Linked DNA regions of Mus musculus: regions 2, 3, 4, 5, 6 and 7 are each linked to region 1. A link is a contact called in public ChIA-PET, HiChIP or PLAC-seq and promoter capture Hi-C data. All regions are on one chromosome and are shown on one strand. The core of a region is the stretch at or near the end of the contact, and the rest is flanking DNA. Distances in the headings are between cores, read along the strand shown.

Region 1 (3,054 bases), core at 153-2,652:
ACCCACACAACTATGATCAGTGAAGCCACCACTTTGAAGACCAGTGGTAATGGCGGGGCCTAAGCCTATTCTTACAAGTGGCAAAAAATCTAGTATTTTCCTCCAGAGCTAATTGGAAAAAAGAAAAGAAAATGCTTCTTTTGATGGGAACTAAAATTCATTGCAATCATCTGTCTCTATCAGGACAAAAGTCTAACTTCAAGTCCAAACACTTCTTCACGTGTTTAAAAATAACCAGCACAGAGTGTAGTAGTACACTACACATTTTTAATCCTAGTATTTAGGAAGCAGGGGCAGGAGATCTCTGTGAGTTTGAGGTCAGCTTGGTCTACACAGTGAGTTCGAGGACAGCTAGAGCTACACAGTGAGACCCTCCCCACCGTACAGCATACTGTCTACTGAGAACCCGTTTGTTCAAAATCAAATACTTGTAGAACAAGTACAGAATAGGAATAACAACCAAGCAAGGGTACGCAAGCAGCCAGGGCTGAGAAAGCATCGAGACTGGGAACAGCTATACGCAGTTCAAGTCTGTAGTGGGCTTGAAAAATCTCCATGTAGAAGTTCATCTCCCTCCACACCTTCCCATTTCAAAAGCCATTACAAGTATCTACCATACAAGTGTGCGAAACCTGCTTTGCAGTCCTGAGGATCTAAACACACACAGTAAGGTGGCTCTCCAGTCAATGCTGCCTTCACTGAACGAGGTTCTTAGGTGAATACGGTAGCACCAAAAACCCAGCCACCTCAAACCTAATTTCGGACTTCCAGGAGAAGATATCTCATGCACAAGCCAGAAGCACTTAGTGTAGCAGTTAGGCTGCCAGGCCAGGACCTGCTATAAGATGCTTACGATGACACCGGGGCCCATCCCAAACCGAAACACCTGCGGGGAAGGATTGGGGGGTCACTCGACCAAGAAGCGGACAGAGAATAAAGGTCCAGCGACCGCCTAGGAGCCCGGTCTGGTCCTGGAACGGGGGTGTGGCTGGAGAGGGACGGCCGGGTGGCTACCTGGTCCTATTCCTACGAACCCCAGGGGCCTGCAGTGACCTGGCCAGTTTCCCAGCCCTCGATCCCCGAGGTGGGCCTCGGGCAGAGGGGCCTCGCAGGCCGGCGCTCGACCCGGAGGTGCCCAGTCACCCGCCCTGACTCAGCTAAACGCCGGCGCGGCGGCGGCTCCTCACTGGGGCGCCTGCTCCCGGCAGCACTCACCGGCTGAAGTGATCATGGCTGCGCCCTGCACTCGCCGATCCACTCGTCCACAGTCCTGGCCAAGCCCTGGATCTGTCAGCTCAGGGCCCGCTTGCTCTACCGCACCTCCAGGGTCCCGGGTGCGCTGCTCAGTCAGTCCCCTCCACAGGCCGCCGGCTCGCTTCTAGCCGAGGACCCCGCCCGCCCTAGGGCTGCCCGCATCTCCGCCTGAGGCTTGGCTCAAATTCACCGCCACGCTGTGTCTTTTATGCAGCTTCCGCCTCTCGAGATCATGCAACAAGGTAAAAAAACATGTCGTTGTTTTTTATAACTCTCCGTGAAGTCAGAGATCTGGCCGGCTGCGAACGGACATTCATTTCTAGTTGCAATCAGGCTTCAAAATAGACACCCTTGCAAAGAGAGGCCCACTCATCACCCGCCATTGCTAAGAGAATGAGTGTTAGGGGAGGTATAAGCATTGCTCGCAGCGCCACCTAAGGCTATGGAGGTCTCACTGCAATAATGCCCACCAACCCAAGACTACAGGGAAGTATTTTCTTAGAAAAGCGACTGAGGCAGAAGGATCTTGAATTCGAGGCCAGCCTGGGCTATAAAAGATCTGCTATCAAAGTAGGGGAAGGTGGTGGTGGGATAATGCTGGAAAGGCGACTTGGTCGCTTAAGTGGTTGCCATAAAAGCATGAAGACCTGAAGTTGAGTTAGGATTCCCAGTGGCCGGTGTAAACCCAGTGCTGGGGGAGGTGAAGGCAGGTGGATATCTGGGGCTTGCTGGCCGGCCTGTGTAGCCGGTTGGTGAGCTCCTGGTCTAGTAAGAGACTCTTGTTTCCAAAAAATAAAGTGGCTGGGTGTTGTGGTTCACACCTTAATCACAGCACTCAAGAAGCAGAGGAAAAGGCAGGAAGATCTCTGTGGATTTAAGGCCAGCCTGGCCTACAAGTGGGTTCCAGGACAGCCAGAGCTACAAAGTAAGACCTTGAGGAGTGTGGGGGTAGGGAAGGAAGAGTGGGAGAGCAATTGAGGAAGACACCCAATGTCAACCTCCGGCCTACTTGCGTATATGTGTATATATGTGTATATACATATACATGTGTATATGTTTGACACAAACTTGCCTCCATGCCTGTGTCTTTCGTACAGCCTCATCCAGCGAAGGCCCCCCTCCCCCCAAATATGAACATACACAAAAATAGACTGTCCAGGTGTCAAACATGGTGGTACACCCCTTGGGAGGCAATGGTAGGCAGATCTCTGTGAGTTCCAGGCCAGCCTCATCTCCATAGTGAATTCTAGTGAAGGAGGAGTCAATTGTGAGACCCTGTCTTAAAAAGGCTGGGTTGGTGGCAGTTCGGAGAGTTGCCTTTAGTGGTTAAGCTTCCAGAGAACCCAAGTACAATTCTGAGCACCCACATCGAGTAGCTCACAACTACTTGTAACTCCAGCTCCAGGGGGTTTGATGCTCTCTTTTGGCCTCCACAGGTACCTATACTCATGGGCACATAGACACACACAAATAAGTAATAAATACCTCTTTAAAAATAGAAAGCCTGTCTCTAAAATACAAAAACTTCACAGTACTTTATTATGATAATGAATGAACTAGTCTATCATAAATAAACAATGAGAATGGGGTGGGGGATCCTATACAATAGCCCAGGTGGTCTGCAAGCTTTCTTTGTAGCTGGGAGGTCCTGGAACTTCTGATCAAGGTCTGATTGGGGAATGCGGGGGATTACAGGTGTGCACCACAATATCTGTTTTTTGCAGCGCTGACAACTGAACCAGGGTCTCATGCATGCTAGATAAGCAACACTTTAACTGAACTACATCCAGAACCCCCATA
Region 2 (3,054 bases), core at 392-2,891, 250 kb after region 1:
CTAAAGGCTGGTGGTAATTCACTAAAGTGATTTTTCAATCTACTGATGAGACCTGCAATAAGCAAAACAAAGGCTGGAAATTAATCTGTAGGGTCTAGTAAGATGGCTCAGAACACTAAGAAACTTCCCAGCTGCCTCTCAGAGAACCTAAGCTAGGTTCCTAGCACTCATGTCAGGAGGCTCCCAACTCCATGTGACTCTAGCTCTGGGAGTTATGACATCTTCTGGTCTCAGAACACTGATAAGCATGTGGTAGGCACATGCACACTGTAGGTTACACAACATATATATACTTATACTAAGTAAATAAATAAAATTTCTTTATAAGTCAATCTGAAAAGCTTTGACAGCTTTCTTATTCACATGCTAGACTTCTCAAACTGTTACAATGCAAAGAATTCATATAACTTGAGATTGGAAATTATGGTTACATATTACAAATTATTATTTATATGCAATTATAATACATAACTGACTGCTTTCTCTAACTTTTAAAATTAATATGGATTTACCATTTTAGTCCTATCTCAAATGATTCATAGATATATTAAAGAATTAAAAGCTACAGTTATAATTTTAGAACCAATTTCAAAACGTGAATTTCAACGATTTACAAACAGTATATGTAATTTAATAAGAAATAATTTAATAAGTATAACTTAATAAGAAAAGTTAACCAATTTTCACATTTAAAAATGAAAAACAGGGTTGATAGATGGATGGCCCAGCAGTTAAGAGCACTTGCTGTTCCTGCAGATTGTCCAGGTTTAATTCCCAGTACCCATACCTTGGCTCACAACGGACTCTAACTCCAGCTCTGGGAGTTTTGACACTCTCGCTTAGTGTCGAGAGACACCAGACTCCCAAACAGTACATACACATATTGTAGGCAAAATACTTGTACACATAAAATAAAAAAGTATGACAAACTGGGCCAATGAGATGTCTCAGTGGGTAAATACGTATGCCAACAAGCCTGACAGTGCAATCCATAGAACCCAGAGAGTAGAAGAACTCACTCTGGCAAGTTGTCCTCTGACCTTGACATGTGCAAAGTGAGACATACATACACATATAATAAACCAGAACAGAAATAGTTTTTTTTTTTTTTTAATAATGAAAAAGTATCAGTCTTCAAGAAACTACGAGGGTAAACTTTACTTGCTCTGCCACAAGGCTGTGCAAACACAGTCCATATGATTATGAACAAACACCATGGTCTCACCCACATTTTTGTAAATAAGAAAAGCAAATAGCCAACCCTGCCCTTTAGAAAGCAAATTCCTGAAGAAGAACGCAATATTCAAGCTTGTAACTGTAAACAGAAGAGAAAAACCTGACACAAATCTCAAGTATGGCCAGACAAAGGTACCTTTTGGAAAATTCCCTTTAGGGTGAAAAACTAATGATGTGTTAGAAATTTGGTGGCTTTAAAAAATTATATTTGTAAAAGTAATTTCTAAATTTGCCCTTAGTTATTACTCTGATAAAGAACTATATTTTGAAAAAAATTTAAACTCACAGCTTTAAATGTCTACAGAATCAGATATATAAACCTGGGAAATCACTCTCCTTCAAGGTCTGGCATTACTATTTTTGTTCTGGCCAAACGCCCACAAAAGCACAAACAGACTGCAGAGCCAGTCCAAGCTGCACCACCATAGTTGGAGATTTGCAGGTTTGTTTTCTTTGTAACTGCCCAAAGGCTGTCAAATAGTAGTATTTAGTGTAAATAAACTTTTTTCAGCAGAAATATTTGGAGGCAGACTGCACAACTGCATGGCACTTCAGACTGCGGGTCCTGTAGAAGAGCAGTTCCCAACCTTCCTAACACTGCACACCTCTAATACAGTTCCTCATGCTGTGATGGCCCCAACCATATAAAGTTATTTTGTTGTTCCTTCATAACTATAGTTTTACTACTAGATAATATAAGTATCTGATATGCAGGATATCCTGATATGCAACCCTCAAAGGGGTCGTGACCCATAGTGAGAACCACTGATGTAGAACATTCTATGAAAGATGACCTTTCTTCTACCCAGAAACCATAGCCTTTCTAGCCTCTTTGTCAACACATTAACTGGCTTATGAAGGCTTGGTCTTAGGTTGAGAAAAGAGCTCTCAATGAAACAATGAGGCTAAATAGTGTTTAACATCAGGGAAGCAACTAGACTGCAGCTGTCAACTAGCTGGCAGGATCATACAGAAAGTGGCTGCATGTGCTTTTAGAGGGAATGAAGATTCCCACCACATACCAACAACTCAGCTCATGGATCTAAAAAGATGAGATCATGATTTGAAGTAGATTATAAAGATAGGTACACACAGAACAGACTTAAAATCTATCCTAATGAAAACCTCATCAATACCAAGTTCAGAGGACAGGCAAGGCACACTGTATGCTAGAGGCATGCAGGCAGGCATCAAGGAGATGATGCTCCCTGAACTGGCCCTTAGACACTGATAATTTTGAAGGGAAAACCAGAAGATGTATTACAATTGGCTAAGAGCTGTATGCACAGTCTAAAGTCTGATATGGAAACAAATTATTTTGTAATTTTTTTTTCAAGTTCTGTGGGTAAGAAAGTATGGAGTGGAAAGGAAGGCAAAAGTTGAGAAGCCCAAGTGCTGTTACAGAATGGCCACATGCCTTTTTTTATTGCTCAAAGAACATTCCACTCACTCCTGATGTGTTGATAGCACAATACAGTCAAACAGGAAAATCTGCCTTTTCATCTGAAATCTGTATCTAAAATGAGGAAGCAATTGCTTTTTATAGCCACGGGAGCACAGCAGCTGAGAGACACCCCAACCAGGAAGAGCTACTTACATTGAAAACTTTCGGTCCTCTACACATTTTCCACATAGAACTTAATGTTTCCTTCACTATTTCCAAAGTGGAATGCTACCAAGTGACTACAGAGGCTGAATCCCCGAGCGTGCACACAAAGGAACAATTCAACCACACAGATATCACCCAGATGCAGATACCCCACATCTTTCATCTTGATTGATTTTCTAATTTCTTATTTTATTTTCTAGTTTTTTTTG
Region 3 (3,054 bases), core at 416-2,915, 240 kb before region 1:
AGCTACTGGGGTCCCAAACCCAACAACAATTTTGGGAAGGGGGCCATTTAACCCCTTAAGTTCCCCCAAAATGGGACAGAACACAGGATAAAGTACCAGGCATGAACCCAGTGAAATGCTGTCATTTTGCCAGGAAAAGAGACCACTGTCCATCCCCTGAGCTCTGGTTTTTATTTTTAGTTCACATACATATGTGGACAGCAGTATCACTTTGAACCAGTCACTCTAAGGGAAAAAGACAGTATCCTTGTTGCAGCTTTTGGGGAGTCTCCTTGTGGGCTGCAGTGGGGAGTGGGTTAGCAGCCCCCACTGACTCAACAGAAGCGAGCCTTTCTTGCTCTAATTGGGAAGTCTCGAAGGGAAGTGGACAGATCCCATCACGACTCCTTATCCTTACCTTTATATTCTACACAAAGCAATGAGGTGCCTAGCCCTTCAGTCCTGGGGACGAAAACCCACTTTCCGGGGCCCCTACCTGGTCAAGTAAGCCCAGCACACCCTTTTCAGAGGCAGAAATCCTAGCTCTTCTCAGGAATGATCCTGCCTGTGCCCCCTTCCCCAAGAACCTTCCCTCCTTAGCTCACACTGGGAGACTCATGACTTTCCAGGACTGGGCCAGCAGAGAGATGGTTCTCACCTCCAAGTCTGGGAGGTACAAGAGCCAGGGGCCCACGAAGCACGTAGTAGATAACGCCAGGTTTTAAGCCTGCGGAGGCGCAGGGTGAGTGAATGTTAAGTCCTCCTACCCACATTCATCGAGCTTTCCTCAAGAGCCCCATGACTTCCTGGTTACCAGGTTGGATGGAGAAAGACAGAAATGACTGGAGGCGCGCTGCTGGGAATGGAAGTAAGAGAATTCTGAACCCAGTACTCCAGTCCTCAGGGTTCTAAAGAAGCTCCACGTCGTAGCTCCGGAGTCCGGGTAAGAACCAGCCTCAGGGCCCTGGCTCGCACATACCAATCCACTCCATTAGTAAGAGCAAAGCCGGGGAAGGAGAAGGGTCGAGGCGGTCCGGAGAAGAGGCCACAGGAGGGAAGAGGGACCGGAGGGGTCGGGTGTGTGTGTGTCTGCTAGTGAAACCCCAAGGCTAGAGAGACGTTGCATACAGGCTGCCGGAGTCGTGGCCGCAGAGCCAAGCGTGCGCCTCGCATCTCCCACATCCCATCTGCCGCTCCGGCGGCGCGCCCTGCTCCGCATCTCCCGCCACCCTCGCTGCCCGGGGAAACTGGGGTCGGCCTCAGGACACCTAGCGTGCATCCCTTGCAGTCTGCGGCCCCGGGAGGAGGTGAAGCTCGGAGGTACTCTGCGCCCCACCGGGACCCCGACTCACCACAGAGACATGGCGGCCCGGTCCAGGGCAGCTGAGCGGGGCGCACGGATCACAGCTCTGAGCGCCGCGGCTGGGGACAGCGGGACGAGGCCGAGCCGCACCCCCGCTGAGACTTTCTTTTTTTCCCTGCGGCTGGAGGAGGGGCCTCAGGGGCGGTGGCCCAGGTAGGTTAACCCTTTGTGCCCCGGCTCACTGTGGGGACAGCAACTCCGTTCAGCCCTGGCCACCTCAGAGGCACGCCCCACGGGAACGCGAAGGGAAGAGCCAGAATCTCAGAGACCTTGAAGATCGCCAACATCCTGAGGCGGCGACTTCCCCGCTGCTGGGCCTTCACGGGGTCGCCCGCCTCGCCTCCTTCGGGACACGTGGGGACGTCGGACACCGCCCACCTCCACGCCCACCCGGCGCCTAGCGGCCTGGTTGCTTCCTTCTGGAGTAGCCCTGGGTGTGTAGAGTGGAGGGAGGTGGATAAAGGCTGTTTCCCTAAAGTTACCTTATCTCTGCCCTGTCTACTTTTCTTCTTCCCGGGCTCGCTTAGGCCTGGGCGGCGATCTCAAGAGAAGATGATGCTGGGTTGCCTGTGTTAGACCCCCAGCCAGCTCAGGTCAATCCAGCTCTGGGTTTCCCACTCTTTCTGCATTACCACCCCCCAGTGAGAAGGCTTATTATCCTCTGCAAAAAGTCCATTCTTTTGCTAGCGTGTTCGCATGTGCTTTTAATCCCAGTTGGTGGATTTCTGCGAGTTTAAGGCCAGCCTGGTCTACATGGTGAGTTCCCGGCCAGCAAGGTCTCCCTAATGAGACTCTTGTCTCAAAACAAACAAAAACCTCCTTCTTGTATTGCCAACAAATCCTTCACTTAACCGCACCCCCACTTTTTTTTTTTTTTTGTCTCCAGGTTTTTATTATTCTGCGGTGTGAGCACCATTTTCTCTTGGGAGTGGGCTACACACCACAATCACAGTACAGGGAGGGAGGGGACACCTTGATGCCTCCTCTGGGTGACTTGGGAACATTTCTGGTAGATAAGGCTGCTTACTGGTCCTTCTGTCATCCAGATGTCTGGGGGTCTGGGGTCGCTTCAGAAATACCCACAGGACTTTTTACATTCCAGCACTTCCTATCTGTCAAGCCTGGTTCTAGGTCCCCGGCATCAGTGGCTCACTTGGTTCTGGAGACGTGTGCTATGGTTTGTTCCTATCTTACCAGGAGTTAGAGTCAGGGACACACACCCTTAGATGAAGTCACAACCTTACTATTCAAACCCAGGAGGTCTGCCTGGCTCAGGAGGTGGTCCCTGAGTCCCGGCTCAGGCATTTCTATCAGATAGTAGGACTGGGGAACTCAATACCTTTCTGCAATGCTGTTCCTCTCCCAGGGAATACAGGGAGACAGAAAGTCCCAGGGAGTCCTAAGGGTGAAGATTACTTTTGTCCTTCCCTTAGCGATCCTTAGGCTCGGGTGTGTGCTTAAACAAATAGTGGAATTTTCTGGAATTTGTAAGCTCCAGTCGGAAATGATGAAGGGCCTTCAGATGAAAAATTCAGAGGAGAATCCTGGGACAATGCCCCTTTTAAGTCCTCAAGAAGCCCTGGCCTGAAGTGTAAGTCTCACAGGCCTGGCTGCCTGCCCCTAGGAGTCACTGCAGTCCCACTAGTCCCAGGTCACACCGGTCCTCAGTCTTCAGTCCTGGTTGTCTTAGCTTGGTACTGGCTACCTATCCC
Region 4 (3,054 bases), core at 144-2,643, 230 kb after region 1:
ACTATTTAATCAGCTCAAGTACAGATATCTTAAAAGGTGGCTCACAGTGCTTTTTATAGAGTGCCACCTTCCAGGTCAGGCAGGAATCGTATGAACTGAGTAAGGTGTCAGAAAGCAAAGAAGCCATCACAGACCAATTGGGCTCTGCCAAAAGAACAAAGGAGCACACAATGGCCTGAGGTGGGACAACTTAAATATAGAAAAGTAAAGTTTACAATGGGCTAAACCAGCTTTGTGTTGGTTTATATACTGGCGGTCAACCTGACAGGATGAGGATCATCTAAGAGGCAAGCTCCCCAGCACACCTGTGAGGAACAATCTAGCCTAGGTAGCCTCAGCATGCTCGTTAAGGTGAGAAGGCAAGGTCGCCTCAACAATGATACCATCACCCCACGGGCTACAACTACTGTCATGGACAAAACAGAAAGGAAAAGTGAGCGGAGAACTGACTACCAGCACTCCTGACCAGCCCGTCCACCCTGACCCCCTCACCCACCCTCCAACTGAGTACAAAGTTAACCCTTCCTTCCTTGGACTGCTTTTGTCAGGACTATTGCAGGAAAAGTAACTAATATAACATCCAATATAGATTTTGAGTTAACGATGATGCTCAAACAATATATTCGCTCCTTATTCAAGTTAGTGGGCTAGAACACCAATGCACTAAAGCACGGCGCTGGCTTTCACCAGACTGTAGCTGTGAAAAGCCTGTGCAGTGCATACACGGCAGATGCATGAGGAACACGGGGAGCGCGGGGAGCAGCCTCGCCGAGCTGTGTGCAGGGAGAGAGGAGGAGCCTCAGAAAGCAGGAAAGATGCAAGGCTAATGGCTGAGGTGGGGTTGTGGGTAGGGCAGGCTTGCTGTCTCAGGTCCCAAGCCAAGCTTCATTCTAGGCCTTTCCTTCTTACCTCCTCGGCCAAGGACTCTGCTCACCAGCCCAGAGAGTTTTATGCTTTCTCTCTCAAAAATCTTATTTCAGCTTCCAGTGACAGCACATGCTTTTAATACTTTGTTCAAAAATTAGGGGTAGGTAGATCTTTTAAGTTCAAGACCAGCAGGGGTTACACAATGAGAATACAAAGGTTTTTGTTGTTGTTGTTTTTAATTCTATACATTGTTTAAAAATTATTTACATCAAAGCTACCATGAAGTAATAGGAAGTGTTAACGTTTAGATTTCAATAAACCTTTGGTTTCTATAACAAAGGAAATTCTGGTCAGTATCACACTGTTCTAAGAACAGTCAGATTTCAGACTATTCATATAGCATATTTTCCACAGGGACACTGGACCGATACAACAGTAACGGGTGAAGAAGCAACACAGATGGGTAGGAACAGAGAGGAGGAAGTAGGAGGAGCTGGCATGTGACATGTCACTGACTCATGCTTTGTCTAAACAAGTCTGAACTTGGGGGAAGTGTTAAACCATAGATACAAACCAAGTGAGGTAATGTGTAGGGAGCAAGGTCGTTCACAGCAGCAGTCAGTCACTGCAGTGGGCAAACATGCTTGCCCACTGGTTTAGCAAACACTGCCGATGCTGGAATGAGCTCAAGGGGTACCAGACAATAGTAGTGTGGAATTGACCAACTACCTACCCTGCCAGCCAGGTAGGCTCAGTGCTCAGAACGAAGAGGGTCTTTTCACTTTTGTTAGTTTAGATCTAAGTTTTGATTTTGTTTCTGAAATGGACAACTACCCAAATCAAATGCCTACTTAGCCTAGGAATAACTCCAGAAAGATGTGTAGTGACCTAGCAGCACATGTGCTCCTGAGTGAGGGTGAGCAGCATGCATGCCCCCACCCCCCAGCACCCCAAGAAGGCTTTCACTGCTGTGTGAGGTGTGAGGTGAGCTGAGGTGCAGAGGAGGCATCTCTGGACTCAACTTGGCTGGGATTTCAATGGACTTCAATGGTTTCTATCTCACAGAATACAAGTATGGCCACACTGGCTCTATTTCTTTCCTTCAGTTGTATTTGATTTGTGAACTTAAGGGCTCATAACTCACCCAATTTTAAGCTTGCATTCACAGGGTATTTTTGTGTTAGTCTAGCTTACAGGCCAAGACTTTAATGGGCAGTATATTCAAGATCTACGTAAAAGTGAGCTAAAACTACAGAGAATATCTTCCCATTTACCGACCTGGTTATCTTGTCCCACCCAAACAAACTTTTCTTTTTCTTTTCAGCTAAGAATATAAACTTTATCACATTGTACATACCCTTTCAATAACATGAACAAAATATTCTGTTGGGTGCAGATGTATTCAACAGTAGGAGTTCTTGTACCAATTTGTCTTCTGAGAATATTGTTGAAAATTTGAGCCACGTCTTTTTTGCCCTATTAGGAATACAATCATTAAAATATTTACCTGTCTAAGTATGAAAATGTCCATCCACCCTCAATATAAAGTCAAAGAGCCACTGTGTATTAGTTATGACTGGATATCTGACTTTACAACATTTGTAGACATTAAATTTCTAATTTTATCTATTTGTAATGACAAATTCTTAAATTTAACAGTGTGCAATTTTAATACAATTTTATCAACAAAGTGAAATCTCATTATAATCCACAAGTAATTTCAACCATCTCTAACTCTCAGAAGCATGCTGATTTGATTATGGGAAGCAGATGTTGGTAGCACACTTCCAATCTATAGGGATTTGAACCTTACAGAAGCGGATACTTCTGTTGTGAACAGTACAGTGTACACTTTTACAGAAACAGAAAGGAAGGAGATTATACTCTCAGTGTGATGACATTAGAGAATTTTTGGCAAGTACATAAACTCCTCTATTAAATTCACTCACCTAGGGAAGACTTAAATACATATTAAATAATAAAAGCACTAAGTATTACAAAGTTCAGAGATGAGTACTTTACAATACCACTGCACAAAACACAGACATATCTAGTGAACCTTAACAATCAGAAAGTTGCCTAAGAAATTAATAATTGACAAAAGGCTCCCAAGAGATGTTTCAGTATAGACACTGTCGTCCCAAGGCTGACAAAGCTCAGAGAGCACTGAAGCCCATGGACAGATCA
Region 5 (3,054 bases), core at 177-2,676, 170 kb after region 1:
GTAGTGACTAGAACAGAGCTGCCTGAGTCCCTGGCATCACCGTTTCTGCTCAGACTGGCCCACTGCATGACCCCCTCTTCCAGATCATTCCCCACGAGTTCCTCATATATGCCCAGGCAAAGGCAGAATCAGAGCTTCAAAACTTGATCCGGGAGGAGGAAGTGGAAGGGGCTTTTTTAGGTTCGGTCTGGATCGAAAGGCCCGGCTTGGTGCGCCCCAGGACCGCTGGGGGGCGTGTGACAGTGGCCATGAAAACACCCTTACTGAAGCAAAATGAAACTCGGCTGGGTCCGCTTTTCCGTCACCAGTCCTTCCAGTCAGTGACTGCCACGAGTCCTCCCCGACACACTCCACATAGCATAGTTTTCCATGGCGGAAATGACCTGGATCCCCTCAGCCAGGGGAAGGCGGGGCACACCAAGGCCAGTCCACACAAAGCCAACTGAGTGACTATAGGGATGTCTAGGGCACTGGGGCAGTAAGGAGCCCACTCAGCAGATGGTAACAACGTAGCTGGAAGCCAGAGAAGGAGCTAAGAAGTAGGGCCCGCAGGTGTGAAATGGGAGAAGGCTCATCACTGACTTAGGTCTGCCAGTTCCAACAGTAACCTCCACCCACCACAGACCCCATTTGAGGACCAAAACAATGGCACCTCCCTTTCGTTACTAACCAGAGATTCCCCAACCAAATTCCCCAACCAATCAGGCCTCATCACCTCCCCCCTTCCCGGCCCCGCTTTGGGGGAAACTACGTTCAACCCTCCTCCCCTCCCCCACTCGGGGACTGGCTTCCCGGCCCCTGCCCCTTGATTGGAACCAGACGCAAACCTTCACCAACATTCCCCAAACTTTCATGGGTCCGCCACCTTCCCTTATCTTGGAACTTCGCGCCCAGAAGCCCCCACTTTTGGAAAAGACCCTGTGTGCGTTCCCACTTAAGGACCAGTTCTGCTTTCGACTACCGCTGTGGGGAAGGTCCTGAGACCCTTTCCCAGATGCGGATGGAGCAGCCTTTTCAGACCTCTCATCCCGCTTCCGCTCGTGACTCTGAGGTACCGCTGGTCGTGGCGGCCACTGGGGAATGCCTAGGTCCCTCGATGACCCCCCACCCCCGCCCCGCCCCCATCTGAGACCCGGAGCCTCTCACCCTCGCCGGCGTCAGCAGGATCTCCGCGGCCGGGGCAGATGCCGAGGCCGGACCAGACGCCGCTGCTTTGTCCGCTTTATCAGCCTTGATGCCCGCTACCGCGGGCTGGAAACTGATCTTCACCATGGCTGCGTTGACCTGCGCCTGCTCCCTGCAGCCCCTGCCAGTGCAACCTCGATCGCAATGCCTGCTTCTTGCTGCGCCGCAGGCACCGGAAGTTTGGATGGCTCCGGAGTCCTCGCCTCTGTCCCCGCCCCGAACGCGTCCCGCCCCGCCTTCCAAGGAAGGACCTGACGCCTGCGCCGAACTGCACCGGGCAGCACTGTAGCTGAAGAATGCTGAGATTTCCTTCCACCTCTTGCTTATATTCATTCATTCAGTCGTCGCGCAAGAGCTTGGACCCCTTCCTTCTCCCTGCCCATGACTAGCATCCTCACATGTAGTTTAACACGACGTTGCCTGGCAACGTGCTTCTAACAAACTGCATCTCCCTCCTCCTCGATATCTTTGATTATGTTGAGAGAAGACGCAGAGTAACTAACTGTTCTAAGCTTTCCTCCTCCAACATGTGTTAGGCTGGAAAGGGGCATCAACTCCAGACGCCTAACTGCTTGCCTCTATCCTGAATTCTAAATCCATCCCCACCGCCTTCATTCTCCACCATGCATCTTTCTCTATCCTTCATCCTGCAAAACCTTCAGGGAGTGGAGGTGGGTAACTTGAGGTGCATAAGACCTACAATACCTTGCAGGAGTGGAATCGTGACTGGAAAATATGACAAGAATTACGGGGGGCTGGGCCAGAGGTTTTGGGTTCCAGTCAGGACTCTGCTCCTGCAGTGTATCACCGGGTATTAGGAAGAAGCCAAGATTTATGTTGCAGGGCCATCTCTTGACAACAAAGTCCTAGATCTCTCCTCGCTGTTCCCAATCCAGGCTGTGATAGCACCGAGCCTGCCGTGCTTGGCGTCAGTTCTACAAAGGTGCTGGTAATGGGGGCCGAGCATTCTGCTGGCGTATTGAGGACAGTCCAGTAGGCTCTGCTGCCCTCTCCTACCTGTCACGGCTTGGACAGAGTTGCCTTAGGCACTAGACCATTGTATCTCGGTTTAGATCTTGTATGAACCAGGCAGTCCAGGAGATACATAGCTTAAGGCAGTAGAATATAAATGGTAAAATGTATAATGGTAAAAGATGTAAATGGTGCGAAGGCCACTGGCACTGCAGGAATTGAGAGAATAGAGAGATGCATTACATGCAGGAAAGGCAAATCCATTACCAGAGTAGATGCTTACTTTGGTAAGGACTAAGCACTACCCTTTCTATGAAAGAAGCGGTCCAATGTAGGTGACCTGCCACCAGGGTGCTGGCTGGCCAACTCAGGGAATGGTGGCCAGTGACGGTCACTGCTGGTGTGGCAGATCTGGCACTCAGCTGCAGCTGTTACCAGATCACTTCAATGAGTGGAAGTCCATATTGCCAGTCCAGGTATAGTTTCCATCTCTATCGGCATGGCCGCTTGTTCATAGGCCCATTGGACAATGACAGGGATGGCTGGGGAAAGAGGCTGACTGTCCACAGAACGGGCCATCTGTCTACTGGAATACTGGACTCCTCCCCTGCTGAAGTCACCTTTTGATGAGCACTACATAGTACACAGGCATGTCACATCCTCTTGCACGCGCCGGACTCGACCAGCAAGAACGACACTGCAACAGGATCTTTCTGCACACATTTATTGGGAGAGCTTGATTGCAGAGGTGAAGAGACCCCAAGCCCAGAACTGGTGCTGCTTATATAGGCCTAGAAGAGGCGTGTCTCACACACGGATTGGTTATGCACTAAGCCTCATTTGCATGTTCCTCATCTGATTGGCTACTCTCTCTCTCTCTCTGTACCTCACAGAGCC
Region 6 (3,054 bases), core at 271-2,770, 150 kb before region 1:
AATATTTAACGTTCTGCCTGCATCTGTTGACGCTCATGGTGAATCTGGGAACAATCAGACTTCTGACATTTGCACAGAAGGTACAACAGCAGGGACAGGTGATACCACAGACAGTGGGGAGGGAGACAATGACACACAGACCTGTCCTTACTTTTGTCTGTGACAAATAACTGAGAGAGTAAGGCTAAAAGAGCCAAGCTTTTTTCTGGCTCTGAGTTTTCAAGCCATGGTCAAGTGGCTCCTTTAGTTTGGGCCTAAAGGGCAGTAATGTCACAGTAGGGTGTGCATGGTGTGCGTATGACTCAGGAGGTTCAGGACACACAGAGAACAGACAGACAGGTGAGGAAGAGGGCACCACACCCTGGATGGCAGGTCCCCAGGAGCTAATTCCCTGAACTAGGTCCAATTCTTAGGATGGGCTTTATCAAAAATATTCTTAAATAATCAATGGGTCAAAGAAGGAATCACAAATAAAACTAGAAAATTCTTAAGAGACAAATACACCAAACCACTGTAGATGCTGTGCTCAGAGGGAAACACAGCTGTAACTGTTCAGATATAAAGACCCCAAGTCCATGAAACTTTATACTGTAGGAACCAGAAAACAAGAAAGTATATCAAGTCAATGCTAGCAGAAGGAAGGAAATTAAAATCAGAAAGAGATAGAGAAAATGGAAACACAATGGAGAAAACTAACAAAACAAAAAAACTGGCTCTCAGAATAGATGAACAAGACTGATGAAGCCATTAGCATGACACACCAAGAAGAGAGATGCCTCACATTATCTAATGGGACATCACTACAGAACCTACAGAAACAAAAAAGGTCACAGGAAATGATAGGAGCAACAACATCTGAGCCAATTACATAATTTAGGATGGAATGGAAAAAAATTCTAAAAAACACAAATTACAGAGCTGTCTTAAGAAATATAAAAGCCCCCCAAAATTCTTTAAAAAAAGAAGGAAATTTGTACAAGATCAAAACATAAAGGGACACAATGACACACAGCTGCAGACTCAGCAGCTAGGAGGCAGAAGGCAAAGAAATGACAGTTCAAAGTCACCTTCAGGTAATTACAAAGTTCAAGGCCAGCCTGGACACCATGAGATCCTGTCTAAAAGAAAAAAAAAAAAATTAATCTGAAGAAATCTGTTGTAATTAACTCCCTCCCCTCCCAGAAAACAAAACCCATACACCTTCACCTGGCAAGCAAGAGCCCATATAAATAAAAGCTCCAGCAAATGAGATGCTTATGCTTTCTCTAGCACATCTTCAAGTCCACCTCATTGTGACAGACACATCAGCTTGCTGCACGGCTGACTCAGAAGGACTTCCAAAGAATATTAACAAAGGGAAAGGCCACACTGTACATACACGCACATCTGTATGTTTACATTAGATCTTGATCTGCAAATGAATGATCACCAAAACATACACAGAGGAACATATGTATGTGTGTGCCTATGTATGTTTCTGAGAACGCCCATATACACCTGGGCAACAGCACGCTTTCCTGGCGGGGGCTGGTGGAGCATCAAGCACACGCTCATTAGCCCTGTCCTCACTGTGTGCCTGCCTTCAGCCCACTGTACTTCCTCTCCACCCAGCTTCTGTCTTCCAGGATTCTCCAACCTGCCCTCCCACTATAGCTCTTTCCATTTCCTTCCCCTTCATGGACCTGTGACTGCTTGTTTATTTTCTACTACCTGCCGTCTATCATGGGTCTGATTAGAGGCCCCCAGGGCATGCTCTGTCACTTCTCGGTGACTTAGGTAAGAATCCTAGCTCTACTGCTCACGTACTAGCTTCATGAACTTGGAGTGACCTTTTCCTGCGTGTCTGCTCATGTGTGAGAATGGAACAATGATGGCCACAGGGCAGAACACAGGCAGGAGCTTGAGACAGGCGCTGGAGCAGAAGCTGCCATGTGATGATGCTGTCCTGTAGTAACTTCCGGCTCAGGATCATCTCCATCTCCTCTGTGGAGGGATCGTAAGCCACAGATCTACCACACATATTCTCATGGAATCTTTTTTTAATCCCTCTGTATTTCCTAGAACATGATTACTTCAAGGTCCTTAAATATTTGTTCACTACATAAAGAGGGAACATAAGACGGAAGGAAACTGTGGGTTATTTACACAGATCCCACAAGTAAATGTGCGTGGCTGATTGCCCCTGGCACTAAAACCTAGTTTGCTAAGAGGAAGAAAGTATTTGTTTTAAAATCAATCTTCTCAAGTCCTGCAGGAAGACATTTACTTCCATTTAAAGCCATGTGTAAGTCCACCTGAGCATGTACTGAGGAAACCTCCTTGGGAGTGAAGACATTAGAACCAGGCTTCTGGCCCTTGAGATCTGCCAGCCCTTGAATAACATTATGCCCATGTTAATCGTAAAAATAAAGCGCAGGAGACCACACACTTCTCCATGCACTAGATGGGAGCACCTGAACCTTGCCCAGCCACTGCTTGGCATTGCCCACTCTCCTGAATGCATGTCCAAGCTGATCTAATGCTGCTTTTAGTTCTCTGGAGAGGTAAATGGGGCTGGAACCTTAGGGGCCAAAAGAATCTAAGAAGCAAGTTATTCCCACCCCGCACCGCTCTCTTTTTCCACATGGTCTTAAGCACTCTAGGCCACCACTAAACTCACTATGTTACTGGGGTGCATGGCGTCTGCGTCTGCCTCTGCCTCCTGAGGGCTGTGATTACAGGTGCACAGCACCAAGCAATGTTTAGCTTCTGTGGTGCTGAGTACTGAGCCAGAGTCTCTGTGTAAGGTAATCAAACCATCGTAGACACAGGCCCAGGCCCTAGGATGCAATTTAGAAGACAGTGAGAACTGGGTGTGGTAGCACACTAATCCCTGGACTCAGGAGGCAGAGGCAGGCAGATCTCAGTGAGTTGGAGGCTGGCCTGGTCTAGGGATGTAGATGAACCCTTTCTGCCTTTATAGAAGAAAAAGGAGGAGGAAGAAGAGGAGGAGGAAAATGAGAACAGTGGGCCGAGGTCTTCCTCTCTCTACCTGTATCTGGCCCCAGTCTCCTG
Region 7 (3,054 bases), core at 381-2,880, 150 kb after region 1:
GGGGCTTTTCATTTGTCTCCTATGCCCCATAAGCTCCTGAATTTGGCTTTTAAAATATGACTTTAATATGCCCATGTGCCACTAAAGTCACAATATATTTATAAAGACCCCAAGTTATTTATAGGGGGCCCCTTTTCTCCAGTCCCAGGAATGAGTCATTTATCAGTTTGTGCTGCGTGAGTGGTGCCAGACACAGTGGATGCTATTCACATGCACACCAGGATCAGCTGTCTTCCATCTCCAAACAGAATCCCATGCTGCCTGTAAAACGGACAAGGCATGGTCTGAAAATCCCGTTTCGTTAGGGTTCCTACTGCTGTGATAAACACTACAACCAAGTTCAACTTGGGGGCAGGGCGGCTTATTTCAGCTTACAACTATAGTCTAGCCCACCATGAAGGGAAGTCCAGGGAGGATTCAAGGCAGGTCTTAGTCAGTGTTCTTTTGCTGTGAAGAGACACCATGATCATGGCAGCTCTGGTAAAGCAAAGCATTAACTGGGGCTGGCTTATATTTTCAAAGGTTTAATCCATTATCACAGCAGGGCTCACCGCAGCACACAGTCAGGCATAGTGCTAGAGAAGTAGCTGGGTGTTCTACATCTAGATCTGTAGGCAGCAGAAAGAAAGAGACTCTGGGCTCAGGATGGGCTTTTTGAAACCTCAAAGTGCTCTCCCTCTCCTGCAAGTGACACACTTTCTCCAAGATGGCCACACCTCCTAAATCCTTCTAATCCTTTCAAATAGTGCCACTCCCCAGTGACTAAGTTTTCAAAACTGAGAGCCAGTAGGGGCCTTTCTTATTCAAACTACCACAAGGAAGGAACCTGAAGGTACCACCTGAAGCAGAGACTTCGGAGAAACACTGCTTACTGGTTTGCTCCCTATGGCTTGCTCACTTTGCTTTCTTATACAACCCAGGACCACAATAAGCTGCCTCACCCCTCACATCAATCTTTAATCATGAAAATGCCCTGCAGACTTGCCTACAAGTCAGTCCTTTGGAAGCGTTTGATGAAGATCCTCTCTTTCCAGATGTTTCTAGGTTTGCGTCACGTTAACAGAAACCAAGCAACATTATTGTATATAGCATGGAATAGCTTAGGACAGGGCCCCCAGCCCGGTTTTACACAGTCCTCACTTTATCATATATAAAGGAAACCTGAGATAGTCTGCAGGAAACCATAAAGTTGGCCTGGCCTGGCTGCCTCGGGACAGTCATGCGTCATAGGTTTTTCTGATAAGAATCTGTGGCCCCTGGGGCACAGTGTGCCTGCCAGTTCCTGAGAGAGAGATCAGTGCACTTCCTCAGGCGGTGAAGCGTCTAGGCTTCCTTGTGTTTCCCTATATGTTCCCTTGGAAGTCAAGGAAGCATAGAGGCTTGATATTGATAGGTCAGTTGGTCTTAGACATTAATCTTGTGTACACTGTATAGCTTGCAGACATCATTGTATCCAGGTAACTACAACAGTACTGATCCTGGCAGCTGCCATCATAGTCTGTCTCTAATGAAGATATAAAAAGTCTGACGGGCTCTCAATAAAATTGTCACAGCCTCAGTTGTGCTGTGACCCCTTCAGCCTGGCCTGATTCAATTCCTCGGGGCCATAATCAGGTGACCTTGGCCCAATAAGTGAGTGCAGGCACTTTAAGTGAACAGGCTCAGATCAGTGCTGGAGAGAGTTTGAGGACAGGGGATGTCCCCTCAGCAGAAGGCTTTATATATGGCAAATTTAACTTGCGCTTTTTGGGGAACTATTTGGAATTTCTGGATTTGGATCCAGAATATGGATATGAATCCCTAGATATGGATAGCTATTTTACCATCCCTGGTTAACACAAAGGGAAACTGAGACGTAGAGGGAGCTCACAAATTGTTCAATTATCTAAAGATGGGTCCAGATGTTTGGCCTCTGTCAGTACACACATGGTGTTACGCCCCTGAAAAAAAAACCAAATAAACAAACAAACAAACAAACAAAAAACCCAGAGCTTATGTCCTACCTTCTTGAACCTGGAATGGGTCCCAAACTGCTTTATCCAGCAGATGTCAGAGAAGTGGTGTGAGGCTGGGCTTCAGCACTTACTCACTTACTGGGCACAGTGGTTCACACTTGTAATGCCAGCACTTGGGAAGCTGAGACAAAAGGATGGCACCAAGTTCCAGGTTAGCCAGGGCTACGGAGTGAGATACCCAAAATATGGAAGAAAGGAAGGGAGGGAGGGAGGAAAGTAGGTAGGTGGAGGAGATAAGTAGAAAACTTGACAGCTCCTGCTTTTTCATTTTGGAAGGCGCCATTTTGGAGGGAAGCCACAGCAGTAGGGTGGAAAGCCCATCTAGATGAGGACTGAGACTTCCAGACTCACATGGAGCTTTTTAGAAGATTTCTTTTGCTACCCTAAAGATGACCTAGCCAGTGACTTACAAAGACAGTCATTCCCACCTAGCTGTGCGAACTGCGACATCCTGAGCGCCGTGGCCAGGTTTGCACAGCTGGCTTTGTGTTCCTCATATGACGCCTGGGGGAAGTACGAAGAGCAGTGCAACTCAGGAGTGTTGAGAAGCACACACCATGCCAAGACTCTGCAGGGATGCTCTCCTGCTCCCAGCTTCCCACTCCCTATGTCACTGCCACTTTCTTCCTCAGAGCCCTGGCTCCTAAGGATCAAGATGGGACAGTTTAGCTTCTGGTGACAGGCTAGATCCTTTGTCTCCCAGATGGGAGATTGGAGCTGCCAATCTTACCTTAGCTCCAGCCTTCCCAGGTGGCTGGAGTCTGTGGCTAATGCCCCAGGAATGGAGGGATGTCATGGTGGGCAGCAGGGGCAGCGAAGAGCCTAGGGTATTATTGTCTATGTCCACCCTTCTGACTTTTGTTTTGTTTTGCTTATTGTTTTTGTTTTTTCGAGACAGGGTTTCTCTGTATAACTCTGGCTGTCCTGGAACTCACTTTGTAGACCAGGCTGGTCTCGAACTCAGAAATCAGCCTGCCTCTGCCTCCAGAGTGCTGGGATTAAAGGCGTGCGCCACCATGCCCAACTTCACCCTTCTGAC

Evidence for each region. Promoter capture Hi-C pulls out the DNA fragments that hold promoters and counts their contacts. ChIA-PET counts read pairs in DNA pulled down with a chosen protein or histone mark. HiChIP or PLAC-seq counts read pairs in DNA pulled down with a chosen protein or histone mark.
Region 2: an HNF4G HiChIP or PLAC-seq map of pancreatic cancer cells shows a contact between it and region 1. The contact joins the enhancer-like site here to the promoter of Psmd1 in region 1. A contact is called at or near these places in 1 of 39 promoter capture datasets (cranial neural crest) and 3 of 115 datasets of contacts at active chromatin or transcription factors (bone marrow-derived macrophages, memory CD8 T cells and pancreatic cancer cells).
Region 3: an H3K27ac HiChIP or PLAC-seq map of embryonic stem cells shows a contact between it and region 1, with 34 read pairs. The contact joins the promoter of B3gnt7 here to the promoter of Psmd1 in region 1. A contact is called at or near these places in 2 of 39 promoter capture datasets (the HPC-7 cell line and embryonic stem cells), 1 of 15 datasets of contacts at CTCF or cohesin (embryonic stem cells), 6 of 484 Hi-C or Micro-C datasets (all in embryonic stem cells), 12 of 115 datasets of contacts at active chromatin or transcription factors (the 230-238 cell line, bone marrow-derived macrophages, embryonic stem cells and 4 more) and 2 of 9 other capture datasets (adipose tissue and liver).
Region 4: an RNA polymerase II ChIA-PET map of memory CD8 T cells shows a contact between it and region 1, with 129 read pairs. The contact joins the enhancer-like site here to the promoter of Psmd1 in region 1. A contact is called at or near these places in 7 of 39 promoter capture datasets (3T3-L1-derived adipocytes, the C10 cell line, the HPC-7 cell line and 3 more), 2 of 484 Hi-C or Micro-C datasets (CD4 T cells and nephron progenitors), 4 of 115 datasets of contacts at active chromatin or transcription factors (effector CD8 T cells, memory CD8 T cells, neural progenitor cells and 1 more) and 2 of 9 other capture datasets (adipose tissue and liver).
Region 5: a contact with region 1 is called in an H3K4me3 HiChIP or PLAC-seq map of embryonic stem cells, with 25 read pairs. The contact joins the promoter of Itm2c here to the promoter of Psmd1 in region 1. A contact is called at or near these places in 18 of 39 promoter capture datasets (the 3T3-L1 cell line, 3T3-L1-derived adipocytes, the C10 cell line and 12 more), 13 of 484 Hi-C or Micro-C datasets (B cells, CD4 T cells, CD8 T cells and 9 more), 22 of 115 datasets of contacts at active chromatin or transcription factors (CD8 T cells, the SCID.adh cell line, astrocytes and 16 more) and 4 of 9 other capture datasets (adipose tissue, liver, macrophages and 1 more).
Region 6: an H3K4me3 HiChIP or PLAC-seq map of bone marrow-derived macrophages shows a contact between it and region 1, with 2.5 times the contacts expected there. The contact joins the enhancer-like site here to the promoter of Psmd1 in region 1. A contact is called at or near these places in 2 of 39 promoter capture datasets (the C10 cell line and embryonic stem cells), 5 of 115 datasets of contacts at active chromatin or transcription factors (the HPC-7 cell line, bone marrow-derived macrophages, embryonic stem cells and 1 more) and 3 of 9 other capture datasets (adipose tissue, liver and pancreatic islet).
Region 7: a promoter capture Hi-C map of the HPC-7 cell line shows a contact between it and region 1. The contact joins the enhancer-like site here to the promoter of Psmd1 in region 1. A contact is called at or near these places in 11 of 39 promoter capture datasets (3T3-L1-derived adipocytes, the C10 cell line, the HPC-7 cell line and 7 more), 3 of 484 Hi-C or Micro-C datasets (cortical glia, cortical neurons and liver), 10 of 115 datasets of contacts at active chromatin or transcription factors (the 230-238 cell line, bone marrow-derived macrophages, differentiating embryonic stem cells and 5 more) and 2 of 9 other capture datasets (liver and pancreatic islet).

Annotation. Positions count from the first base shown.
Region 1 is chr1:86,062,967-86,066,020 of GRCm38.p6, reverse strand. Psmd1 (proteasome (prosome, macropain) 26S subunit, non-ATPase, 1) reads right to left here and starts at 1,402. Exons shown (of 25, transcript NM_027357.2): 1 at 1,216-1,402. The coding sequence starts at 1,231.
Region 2 is chr1:85,809,153-85,812,206 of GRCm38.p6, reverse strand. The region is part of intron 1 of Cab39 (calcium binding protein 39); the gene reads right to left. Among named protein-coding and RNA genes, the nearest start is that of Cab39, 17 kb to the right of the region's middle. Within about 2 kb of position 1,641, at least 40 of the 459 cell types and tissues checked have an H3K27ac peak or open chromatin away from gene starts, as enhancers often do. A contact at or near this core is called in bone marrow-derived macrophages and pancreatic cancer cells, where this site is marked.
Region 3 is chr1:86,301,832-86,304,885 of GRCm38.p6, reverse strand. It overlaps B3gnt7 (UDP-GlcNAc:betaGal beta-1,3-N-acetylglucosaminyltransferase 7), which reads right to left and starts at 1,665. Exons shown (of 2, transcript NM_145222.2): 1 at 1,332-1,665. The coding sequence starts at 1,342. Gm28626 (predicted gene 28626) reads left to right here and starts at 826. Exons shown (of 2, transcript NR_151592.1): 1 at 826-922; 2 at 1,268-1,823.
Region 4 is chr1:85,836,575-85,839,628 of GRCm38.p6, reverse strand. Cab39 (calcium binding protein 39) reads right to left here. Exons shown (of 9, transcript NM_133781.5): 4 at 2,225-2,343. Among named protein-coding and RNA genes, the nearest start is that of Cab39, 45 kb to the right of the region's middle. Within about 2 kb of position 1,393, at least 174 of the 459 cell types and tissues checked have an H3K27ac peak or open chromatin away from gene starts, as enhancers often do. A contact at or near this core is called in the HPC-7 cell line, adipose tissue, effector CD8 T cells and 4 more, where this site is marked.
Region 5 is chr1:85,892,882-85,895,935 of GRCm38.p6, reverse strand. Itm2c (integral membrane protein 2C) reads right to left here and starts at 1,426. Exons shown (of 6, transcript NM_022417.3): 1 at 1,147-1,426. The coding sequence starts at 1,272.
Region 6 is chr1:86,216,912-86,219,965 of GRCm38.p6, reverse strand. The region is part of intron 19 of Armc9 (armadillo repeat containing 9); the gene reads right to left. Among named protein-coding and RNA genes, the nearest start is that of Gm46098, 38 kb to the left of the region's middle. Within about 2 kb of position 1,520, at least 33 of the 459 cell types and tissues checked have an H3K27ac peak or open chromatin away from gene starts, as enhancers often do. A contact at or near this core is called in the HPC-7 cell line and bone marrow-derived macrophages, where this site is marked.
Region 7 is chr1:85,918,012-85,921,065 of GRCm38.p6, reverse strand. It overlaps Gm32302 (a long non-coding RNA gene), which reads right to left. Exons shown (of 4, transcript XR_387208.2): 3 at 2,004-2,136; 4 at 1-261. All of the region lies in intron 2 of Gm51745 (a long non-coding RNA gene), which reads left to right. Among named protein-coding and RNA genes, the nearest start is that of Gm32302, 4.7 kb to the right of the region's middle. Within about 2 kb of position 1,630, at least 24 of the 459 cell types and tissues checked have an H3K27ac peak or open chromatin away from gene starts, as enhancers often do. A contact at or near this core is called in the HPC-7 cell line, where this site is marked.